2 separate regions of the Hordeum vulgare genome follow, and region 1 is linked to region 2. A link is a contact called in public Hi-C data. All regions are on one chromosome and are shown on one strand. The core of a region is the stretch at or near the end of the contact, and the rest is flanking DNA. Distances in the headings are between cores, read along the strand shown. Region 1 has its middle 110 kb from the start of LOC123449396. Region 2 has its middle 180 kb from the start of LOC123449396.

Region 1 (5,572 bases), core at 1,857-4,356, 77 kb before region 2:
GCTGTCTTCTCTGTATACTCGGTTTCGCTTTATTCGAGGTTAAGTATAATGCAATTGATGAGTTATATATACGTGCGTAGTTACCACTATATTCTGCTATCCATTAAGCTTGACGGGGCAAAAGTAATTGTCTTAGACTCGAGACGTAAAGATCCCGATTATTATGCGGACATGATTGCAATGCTCAAGAAGTAAGTTCAGTCAATACCGGGTCCATATCGGCATGCAACTTTCGTTAATTTCCTGATATCAAGTAATCATTTTCTTTGCCTGGCAGGGTTTGGAAGAAGTTCACCCATAATGTTTCCGGTCTAAAAGTAGAGTTGCAATTTACGCACCCCAAAGTAAGTAGCACTAGCTAATTCCGCGCATCTCTAATTGATTCAAAGTTACATCAATATATGATTACCATGCTTGTTTATCAGTTTGATTGAACTCTATTCTCGTCAAGTGCTTGTACGAGGACAGTGGGACTGAGTTATGTGCATTCTACGTATGCGAGCTAATTCGCCTCTCGATCTCTGAGCAGGACCGGGGGGGGCATATATGAGCAACAATGTCAAGTACGTAAATAATATTCACATTTTTATTTGATATATTACCATCAATTGTGTTGAGTTTTATTCATATATATATGCATGTATTGACCCCCTTCTTTAAATTAGATCTCTCAGATGCGGGATGAAGTCGGAACACATGATCGCATACGAGCAATTCAGGAGGAATTGGCGGCATTCTTTCTTGTCCACATCATATCTAAAGACGGAGAATACTATGTGGATTTGTGATTGGATCTTAGGTAGATGATGTTAGGGATTGTAAAATATGTTATATATTGTAGAAGATGTTAGGGATTGTAAATGGTTTCCTTCATTTTCTTATTAGCTAGCGTCAAGTTTTTTCTATATGTATAGTAGCTAGCGTCGACCAAGCATGGAGAAAGAGAGGACACTTCTCTCTATTAGGTAGCTAACACAATATGTAACCACTAGATTAACCCTCCAAAACCCCAATCCCCCCATTAAAAAAAACCAGCTCCGGTCGGATACTGACGCGTGGATTCCATTTGATCCCGGTTGGTGTGACAAACCGGGACTAAAGTTCCTCCTGCTTGGGCTCTCCACATCGGCCACGTGGAGACACTTCTGTCCCGGTTCGTAAGCCAACCGGAACTAAATATTTTGGACTTTAGTCCCGGTTTCAGAACTGGGGTTAATGGGCCTCTGAAACCGGAACAAATGGGCCTTTTTCTACTAGTGAGAACTCGTTTGCTTTGCGGCACATCCAACAGATCATCGACACAACGGCTAGCCATGACCTCCCATGTTTTCTGGATCCATACTCCGGGTACCATCAGATTAAAATAGAAGTGTCCGACTAGGAAGTCATCTCCTTTATCATATCGGATATGCCGTTTTGCTTCATCACAATGCCTTTTGAGTCCAAAAAGTGCAACTTTTCAAAGTTTTTATGGGAGCCAAAATCTATTTTATTTTGCTATGAGCTTCTCGAATATCCAAATACCATGAAAATTTGCACGCACTCAAGCATCTTGGTGTTAAAGGAAATCATATTTTTTTAATCTTATAAATTTACTATTCACACACGGGTGTAGATGAGCCTAGGGTCGGAATAGCAACCTTTTCTTCCTCTTTCATTCCGTTTCTTCTCCTCGTGTAAATTTACTGTTCACACACGAGTGTAGACTTCTTGCTTTTTCAAATTAGAAATATTTTTGAAGAACTTTGCGGGACTTCAATTCTTGAAAACTTATCTTATATGTAAACTGTCTGGTTCATAAAGTTGCAACAGCCACATATCTGTTTCCCCACGGATCCCTCTACAGCTCTACTTGCATGACAATCCTGTATGGGCCCCGAGGTGATATTATCTGCGACTTGTGGACTATATTTCATAGGCATCGCAGTCTTCCGAGTCAGCCATCCCGAAACTGCTATGGTGCCGAGACCTAACGCATTGGCTCCATGTCCACTCAGGCAGGGTCAGGGATAGCGAGGATTAGGGCCGGGCTCGCTCTCATCTCCCCAATGTGGACAAAGAATATCGCCGAAATGTGATTGAGAAACTATTTAAATATATGCTTGTGATGATAGCGTGCTGATGGGGATGTCCCTAATGCCGACACATCACCAGCCACAGCAACTGCAAAGCAGGCTTATCGCTCTTAATTATATATATATATCAGGGATCCCCAATCAACAGCCTACATGGTGGAGCCTGGGGCTTCATCTGGTCAGCTATGGTGTGCTTGAACCGTATACTTTTCTTGTTGTGGAGGTTTATCCGACCATGTATACATAAATATAAAGGAGAAAATGGGCAATCTTCTGTCTTATGCTTTTCTTAAATTTCACGGAGAAAATGCCATTTTGTTGGTAAAATTTTGCCTACAAGATTCAAGGATTGTATGTCCATATATGTCTGGCTGCGTTGTATACCCTCGAGAAATGAAAAATATGCATCCTCGAATGGAGTTCTGAGCAATATACTTCAAGTGCTAGAAACAACATACTGCCAAAGATGCCAGCAAATGCTCATTCCAAATTCTGTTGGTGCGCTATGACAAGATGGTATTTGTTTTTGTTGGCAACAAGATAAGATAGAGTTGAAGTAGCTATATACCTAGCTGTGGTGCTTTACGATTTTTGGATGGACTTGAGCAAAGAGGGTCCTTGCAATGTAATTAATTGCTAAGAAAGAAAGAAGGATCCAACTAAAGAAAGAATCAAATGAAAGGTGACTCAGATGAAAATAACTATCTTATCCTGGGGCCAACCTCCTTTAGTTTATTTTCTAGTTTGTTTGTCGTAGCATCTAGTTGTCGTTGTCTCCGATGATATAGATAGGATGTGCCAAGTTTGTGAACACAATATTACTTAAATTCAATTCCTTAATAAATTGTTAAAATAAGATTTTCTGTACGGAAGTATAAACCACATACCAGTTCTTGATCTTTCTGAACCCACACATTCAGGAAACGTTTTATAAATCCAGGAAAAGGCTCTTACACGGAATAGCCAGCTTTACTCTTTGGCGGCTCAAAAGATAAAACCTTACTCGTCGGTCGATATTTTGGGCTCTATCTTCACTGGTTCTGGTGGTGAGTTGCTTTCACATTAATTTTCTTTCAGCTAACACCAGGCTGGTAAGGGTCGTCACACTCACTTGTCATTTATAACTTCAATACTTCCATTATTTTTGTGATGGGTCAAGGATCCTTCACAGGCGGCCCGACCCTCACCCCCTCTAGGGTTCCCCCCCGCCCCCGGTCCGCCTCCGCCGGCCTTTCACCCGCCACCGTCGCCGGCCGCCGGTCGCGCATCCGGATCCCGCCCCCCGAGCCCCTCTCCCCATCCTCCTCCCTTTCCCGCCCTAGTGCCGCCTCCCCGGGAGGCGGCCGAGGCGGCGCGCTCTCCTCCCTCGTCGACCCCCCCCTTTCCGCCTTCCTTCGTCGCAGTCGGCCGGCGCTCCCGACCCTGAGTCGGGTGGGGTCGGCGGCGACGAGACCTCTTGTCCCCGCACGCTTGTCTCCCCTAAGCATTATGGGCGTCCGAGGGCTTGTGGGCCCATGGTCCTGGTATGCTTCTGTTATTGTGTTCGGTCGGCTATCGTCATTGACGATGGAGGTTGAGCCCTCCCGCGTGCCGATGGTGCTACCGCCCCTAGTCTCAGCTCCGATTCGTCACCGTGCAGACCTCACCACGCGGTGCCTTGGTGAGACGGCGTGAAGGCTTCAAGACCGCGTTGACGTAGGGTGGTGGTCGGTTTGGTGGTAGGCTTCGAAGCGTCCGAGGTGAAGGTTGGATCGGGGGAAAGCGCTGTCGGCCTGGCCGACACCGACGCAGTGGCGCCTGTGGGTGACGTCGGACCTTCCTAGAGGACGTCGGGGGCTACCCTTTCTCTCGCCTCATCGCGTACCGGGGGAAACCCTTGGCAGCAACATCATAATCATCGCGGTCCTTTTTGGAGGTGTTGATTGGTACCGGCGCTTCATAGTCTTGGAGTTTGATGGGAGATCTTCGGTAGACGCAGTGATTGCGAGGCTTCTTCGTTTTTGTCGATCCACCGTTGTCGGCATTTATTTCTTTTGTTTTTTCTCTTTCTTTTTTTTGGATGTGACTATGTTGCTTCTCTCCCAGCATCTATCGTTGGCTGTATCGGTTGGTTTCTTTGTAATACAAAGTGGGGGAAAACCCTTTGTTCGCCAATGAATTCGATTTAATCATAGGTATTCCTTTCATGCCTTGCAATGGTTCGGCTTGGATTGACTTTGTTATGTACTTCTCAACATAAAAAAGATGATTTAGTGCATCAAAGTGATGCACATGCCAAGGGTTTCAATTTCTGTTTGAAAATGAAACGAAAATATATACCGGAAGTACGTGGGGTCATGGAGCCTGGGCTAAGTACAGTTAATGTTCAGAGATGCTCTAGCGCACCGAAATCCATCTTTGAAATATGTGAAAGATTCTATGGAATGTAGGACATAGAAACAAAATGCATTTATTACCAAATAAATTATTGATCCAAATTGGACACTACAACACTTGCTAAACAAAAAAGATAAATCGGGTTGTGAATAGTATTACATTCAAATATGAAGCGATTAGTATCTTCATAATACTACTTGTCGTGAGATGTGGTGTCTTCTTTTTTCGTTGCTCAAGACGTAGATCAGTTTTGGGTCTAAATTGTTGTGATATCACACATCCAAGTTGTAAGAACGCTTTTTGAAAAGATATCTTTACCTTATGTGGGTTTTTGGACTAGTCATAACTATTTTTTAGGGGCATTAGTCATAATTGTTTAGGGACTAACGGACATTAAAAAGCTATATGAACTACCAAACTGATTTTGGTCTTTCCTAACGAAGTTCTTGAAAATATTTTGAACCTATGATTTATCATCAAAAAAGAAAATCCACGTAAGCCTCAAAAAATCATCAATTATGACTAAACTGAAAGAGTTTCCATCGAGACTCTTGTAAGCATTGGGATCAAAAAGATCCATGTGAAATAGCTCGAGTGGTCTTCTTGTAGTCATGATATTCTTTACAGGTTGGGTTCCTCCAACCACTTTTCCTGCTTGACAAGCACTAAAAACTATATCTTTACCAAAGATAACACCCTTAACACCTATAATATGATCGCTTTTGATTAACTTATCAATATTTTGCATACCAACATTGTCAGTGTCAAAAGCGGTAGACCTCGGGTAGGGGGCCTCGAGTTGTGAGATCAGATCGATGGGTAACTAGAGACAAGGGACACGATGCTTTTACCGATGCTTTAATTCTTTAGTTAGTCCTTCAATATCTTTCTTATCATCATCATCCGACTTCTCTTGACTCGCATGATTATTATCAAGTTCATTGTCAATGTTATCACTAGTCTTATTAAAAAGCAAGTCATCATCTCCTAACAAGTCATCCTCATCACTATCAAAGTCAAAATACTCAGGGTGTGATACCTTGGGGCCTTTTGCCATGAAGCAATTTCCAATCCCTTCATTTGGTGAATCAAATAAGTCATAGGAGTTGGAAGAAACGAGT
Region 2 (5,648 bases), core at 115-2,614:
CTGTCGAGCATAGTGAGCATCATAGAAGGAGATGATACATGTGCGGCGGTCGGAGAAGAGGTGTAGAACAATGGCGGAGGAGGCACAACATAGAGCCCGGGAGTACCGTTGGAGGTGACGAATTTGTTGAGTTTTGACAGGGATGTGGCGTGGTGGTCGGTGTGGTGGAGCGGCAACGAAAGCAAGAGAGAGAAATTGTAGGAGAGGAAATGAGAGGATGAAGGCACGGTGCCGGAAGGGGTTTTCGGTGGGCCGCGGATGTTGGAGTCCTATGTGGCCGTTGTCCAGACACCCATATAGCCCCGCTCCCCCCACCCCGTCCAGTTTATCTCGCATTGGCCGAAAAAATTACGTCTGGAACGCTCAATGGACCGATACATGTCCGTTTTGGATGACACAACACGTCCGGACCGTGCAGTCTGGATGGTTTGAGGTTCCGCTTTGAAGATGCCTTTAGTTATGCATATGTCCTCATGCATATATGCATTGTTATCGGCTTATTTGTTTTTTAAATTCATCTTTTCTGTTTCCTCCTTTCTTCGGAAAATGATATATTTCATCCACTTGCAATATTCCCAAGGGATCAATCTATGTGTAGCTTTCAGTAGAAATGTAGATAAAAAGATTGTGGGCCCTTGAGTATATGGTGTATGTGGAGCAGCGAACATGCATTGCGCATGTTGGCGCCGGGAGGGATCTCTATATCTCCATGGGATCTTTCTTTTCTTTCTTTCGCGTCGACTTATTCGGTTGGCACGCCGTGTGGTTGGAGGTGTGTAAATCCTCCAAAAGCTTGCAGGTGTATATGTTCTCCGTCCAATCGCCCGTAACGAGTAAGATCCTGATTGGTCGTGAGAATGACGGGTGCATTTGTATTCTTCCAAGTTATGTGTACGTGTTGATTCGCCGATGTATTTGGGTTTTGATTTATTTATTTGTTAGTACAAGAGTCTCAGAAATTGAAATTCACTTACTCATCCTGAAGCTTCAGAACAAACAAAACTTGTGATAACAGAAAGAAGACATGAATATTTCATCCAAAAAAAATGTGCATTGTTTTCTTTTCTGCGATGGAAAGAGGATGCAGAATTTGTAGAATTTTATTGATTTCCTTTTCACTGGTACGCAATCCGGCCAATATCTGCACTATGCATTTTATTTTGGTAGGCTCTGTTGGTGCTGTTGTGTGGAAGGGAGCGTCTTCTCGTTGGGGTTTTGGAACGTAGCTCAGCTCGGAAAGGGAGCGTCAGCGAGACAGCAAGCCGTAGCCGGCCACATCGTCATCGACGTGCCACGGCCGGCGGTCGAGAGAGATCACAACCTGCTGGAGCGGAGCTTGCTAGCGACTACCACCTCGATTTCTAGCGACAAGCTCCGGTTGATCGACGGCGACGCGCCCCCTGGGTTTCACGTGGGCTCCGACCGGGACACATCATCCAGAAGAAGCTCCTGTCATCTGTTAGCGTCGAACGTTCAGTGCGGCGATTGCTTTTGGCAGCGTACACTGGATCATGCGCTACATGTTGGAAGTTGGAGACGCGCTTGATAGCTTCGCATATATGGATTAGCACCGTTTCGATCACACGAAATATCCGTGGTTCGGTGTCCTGTAGCTCACGCTCGACCTGATTTTGACCGGGATCCGATTTGTCTCGCCGGCGCTATTGTTATTCTCAGCTCATGTTTGGAATACAAAAAAGTGAAATCATCGAGACTTCATAAATGAACAGTCTACTTAACTAACACACGACCTCTCAAGGGCTGTTTTTCTGGAAACAACACCGAAACGGTATCTTATAACTGAATATTATCTTTTTTTTAGCTGATTTGAATATTATCTAAAAATGCAGCAGACAATACAATGAAAAGGCACTCAAACACACACAAAAATAGCAAAAAAAAAGAATTACATCAAAAAAATGTTAATGTCTGTCTTGTTCCTTCAATTATACGCCGTTGGCTCAAACTTGCAAAATACACTGAACCAACACTAAGTAAAAGGGACACCGATCAACATTATCGTCATATCCGGCTTAATAGCTACTCGACCCTAGGAACGAGGACTTGTAACTGATGAAAGGATATCGGTTGGGGCATCACCCACGCAACGGGGGCTTACAATCATTTACCACGAGTCGAGAGGGTTGGAGAAATCAATATATGTTCCATAATAACTCAAGGATCTAATTTCCCTTGCCCCCGCGTCGCTCCCTCATGGGCGACCTGGGTGGCGGAGCCAGATCCGCCCTCCCGCGCCCTTCCTTGTCTTCCCCCGCCGCCGCCGCCGGCCGGAGCCGCATGGGCAAAGCCCCTCGCGGTGGCTGGTGGCGGGGCGCCTTCTCCCCTCTCCCCTTGGTGGTGGTTGGCGCGGGGCAACCAGACTAGGGCACAGGCGTCAGGCGGACGCTGGGCCCGACGATGCGGCGGCGGCGGCTCCTGGCGGCGGTGTGGTGGCAGGTGTTGCGCCGTGGTGGTGGGGCGTCGGCTCGCGGCACGGCGGCTGCACGGTGGCCCGTTGTGGCGCCGAGTGGGGGCTCCCTTGCGGCGGCGTGGGCGTAGATCCGGCCCGGATCTGGCCCTGCACGCGCGGCCCCGGCCCCCCTGTGCGGCCGGCGGTGAGGCGCCGGGTGGCGGCCTGTGGGTCGTGGTGACTGCCCTTGTGGCCTCTGCTGCAGATCCGCCGGTGGCGCGACTGCGGCCATCATGGGGCGTGCGTAGGCGGGTTCCTGTGGCGTCTTGACGACGGAACTGCCTAGGCGGCGCTGGCCGCGGTCGGCGTGGGTGGTGGCTGGGGTTCGGCTTCGGGCTCTCAGCGACTTCAATTGGTCCCCTTCGTCGCGGGCATGCGGCGGTGGTGCAACTAGGCAGATGGCGGTCCAACGCCTTGGTGAAGGTGGCCGGCGGTGAGCGTGGTGGTGGTGCTACCACTTGGCGGCGGGGCGGACTGGTCGTGTTGCCGCGGCTATGATGATTTCTATGCGGAGGTGAGGAGGAGTGGCATGGACTGGGAGCCGCGTCGCAGACGGCGTGCTTTCTGCAGCGCGAAGGTGGGACTTTACGAGCATATGCAGTTCCGGCCGGGCCTGTGGGCACGGGCCTGGTTTGCTCCTGCTATTGCATCTTGTCGGTTACTGTAGTTGACGGTGGAGGTTGGGACCTCCCGCGTGCCGGCGGTGGTGTTGCCCTTAGTCCCGGCTCCTCTTCTTTGTCATGTAGGCCCGTCCACGCTTTGCTGTGGTGAGACGGCATGCGAAGCTTCAAGTTCGTGTTGGCGCGGGGTCATGGTCGGTTTGGTGGCGTGTTTCGATGCGCCTGAGGTGGAGGCTGGGACCAGGAGAAATCCCTGTCGGCCTGGTCGACACCGTTGCAGTGGCGTCTGCGGGTTCCGCCAGACCTCCCTGGAGGGCGTCGGGGCTACCCTTCCTTTCCCCTCGCCGCATACCGGGGGAAACCCTTATTAGCAGCGTCGTCATCGTCGCGTCCCTTCTTGAAGGTGTAAATTGGTATCGGCGTCTCGAAGTCTAGGAGCTTGGTGGGTGTTCATCGGTGGGTGTAGCGGTCGCGAGGCTTCTCCATTTTCGTTGATCCGCCGTTGTCGGCATTTGTTTCTGTTACGCTTTCTCTGTTGTTTCTTTTGGGTGAGCCTGTGGTGTTTCCGCCCCAGCACCTATCGTTGGATGTTTCGGAGTTGGTTGCTTGTAATACAAAGCGGGGGGAAACCCTTTTTCGGTAAATAACTCGAGAGAGAGGAGGTCAAAGTCATTGCACCAAGATCCAACCAGTTGCTTCCCTTGATTGACATATGAACTGCGAAGATCTTGAGAGAGCCAGTAAATCTGGCGACACCTACCTTCACAGGTCCTTTATCAATGTCGGATTGGATGTTGTTGAGGTTGAGAGAGGCTTGAGGTACCTTATTCCAATGTGATATTGTCGTCGCCACCTTGTTTATGTTCTCGAGGAAACAAAATGTAAGGGAAACAAGAACCTACTAGAGCTAAGAAAAATGAAAGGAATGGCTCCCCGCTCCTTTGCCGACTAACTATCGAACTAGAGAGAAGAGGGGGCTCGATACAGTGAAGAGGAGGAGAATTGATGACTAGGTTAAGAATAGGGTGCATTGGTGAATTATATTTATCATGTGATCTACCTTTTTCTGGGAGACATTATTGTGATGAGACGAGTGCATGGGAGAAGAAGAGGGGGTGAAGATGAAAGAGAAAGAAAAGTGGGTAGAGCAATAAAAAGAGAGAGGGGCTGGCCTCGCGGGAGACAACACCAACAAGGTTGTGGTTGAGCTAACCATAGACTAAAATCGGCAGGAAGAACGGGTGTCCATGGGTTTTTCAATAAAATGAGTAGAAGCTCTACCTTTTCATATTTACTTGTTCATTAATTAGAAGAGGATTGACGGGCGATGATTTGTGGCATGCATGTGGGGGGGGGGGGGCTCACACTCCATGGCTTATTCTTTTTCTTCCGACTTCCAAATTTGAACCTATTATATATTTTGAACCAAAAGTCTAATTTATGTTTCTATTGCATATTCAGAATTCTTGTGACGAGGACCTTGAGATAAGACCAGTTCTAAATATGTTCGAACAGTTTTTGGACCTTCACCAAGTTTGACATGTTGAAACTTGGTAGAGATGAATCATATTTTCACTAAGATTCAGAAACTAAAACATAAACCAATGAGAGGAATTGTGGGGAATCAAACCAGTCTCTGGATCTGGGCATCTCCAAAGCAGACCCTCAAATCACCCGCAAACATCTCGACCATGGTTCCCGAGCGGTGTTTGCTCATACGTCTCCAACGTATGTGTAATTTTAGATTGTTCCATGCTGTTATATTATCATTCTTGGATGTTTTTCAATCATTCTATAGCAACTTTATATCATTTTTGGGACTAACCTAATGGCATAGTGCCCAGTGCGAGTTGCTACTTTTTGCTTGTTTTATCCTTCGGAGAAAATCAATATCACATGAAGTCCAAATGCCACGAAACTTTTTGGAGGTCTTTTTGGACCAGAAGGAAATTTAAGGACCAAGGAAGCCAACCATGGGAGGCCCACGCAACCCTGCCTCCCTAACGCGCCCTGGTGGGTAGTGGGGGCCTCGGGCACCTCCTCCACCACCTCTTAGCTCTATAAATACCAAAATATTCTACAAACCCTAGAGGAATGGACGAAAAACCGCTTCAGCCGCCGCAAGTTCCAGAAGCCACGAGATCCAATCTAAAGCCCGTTCTGGCACCCGGTCGGAGGGGAACACGATCACGGAGGGGTTTTGAAAGTGCGTTATATCGACTAGAGGGGGGGTGAATAGGAGATTTTTAGAATTTCATCACTGAGGAAATTCCTTTTGAGGAAATTCCTCATTGATGACTAACTTACAGCGGAAACAGTAAAGGATCAGACGTGCAAACGTACACAACAGCAGTATTTCAGAGTGAAGAATGTGAAAACAGATTGCACAGTAAGCAGGCACGCGGAATACAGATGATGATTAACTATCGTGAAGAATTTGAGGTTGAGGAAATTCAGAGAAAGTCTTCAGCAAATTCTTCAAACAGTCACAGTGAAAGTCATCAATAGACAATACATGAAAAGTAAAGAGTTGAGGAATTAGAACCCGTTTCTCAGTG

Evidence for each region. A called contact is a pair of places that touch in the nucleus more often than the background predicts.
Region 1: a contact with region 2 is called in a Hi-C map of leaf, with 2.2 times the contacts expected there. The contact joins two enhancer-like sites. A contact is called at or near these places in 2 of 6 Hi-C or Micro-C datasets (both in leaf).

Annotation. Positions count from the first base shown.
Region 1 is chr4H:544,254,150-544,259,721 of MorexV3_pseudomolecules_assembly, reverse strand. No RefSeq gene overlaps it. Among protein-coding and RNA genes, the nearest start is that of LOC123449396, 110 kb to the left of the region's middle. Within about 2 kb of position 3,106, at least 3 of the 3 cell types and tissues checked have open chromatin away from gene starts, as enhancers often do. A contact at or near this core is called in leaf, where this site is marked.
Region 2 is chr4H:544,175,572-544,181,219 of MorexV3_pseudomolecules_assembly, reverse strand. No RefSeq gene overlaps it. Among protein-coding and RNA genes, the nearest start is that of LOC123449396, 180 kb to the left of the region's middle. Within about 2 kb of position 1,364, at least 1 of the 3 cell types and tissues checked has open chromatin away from gene starts, as enhancers often do. A contact at or near this core is called in leaf, where this site is marked.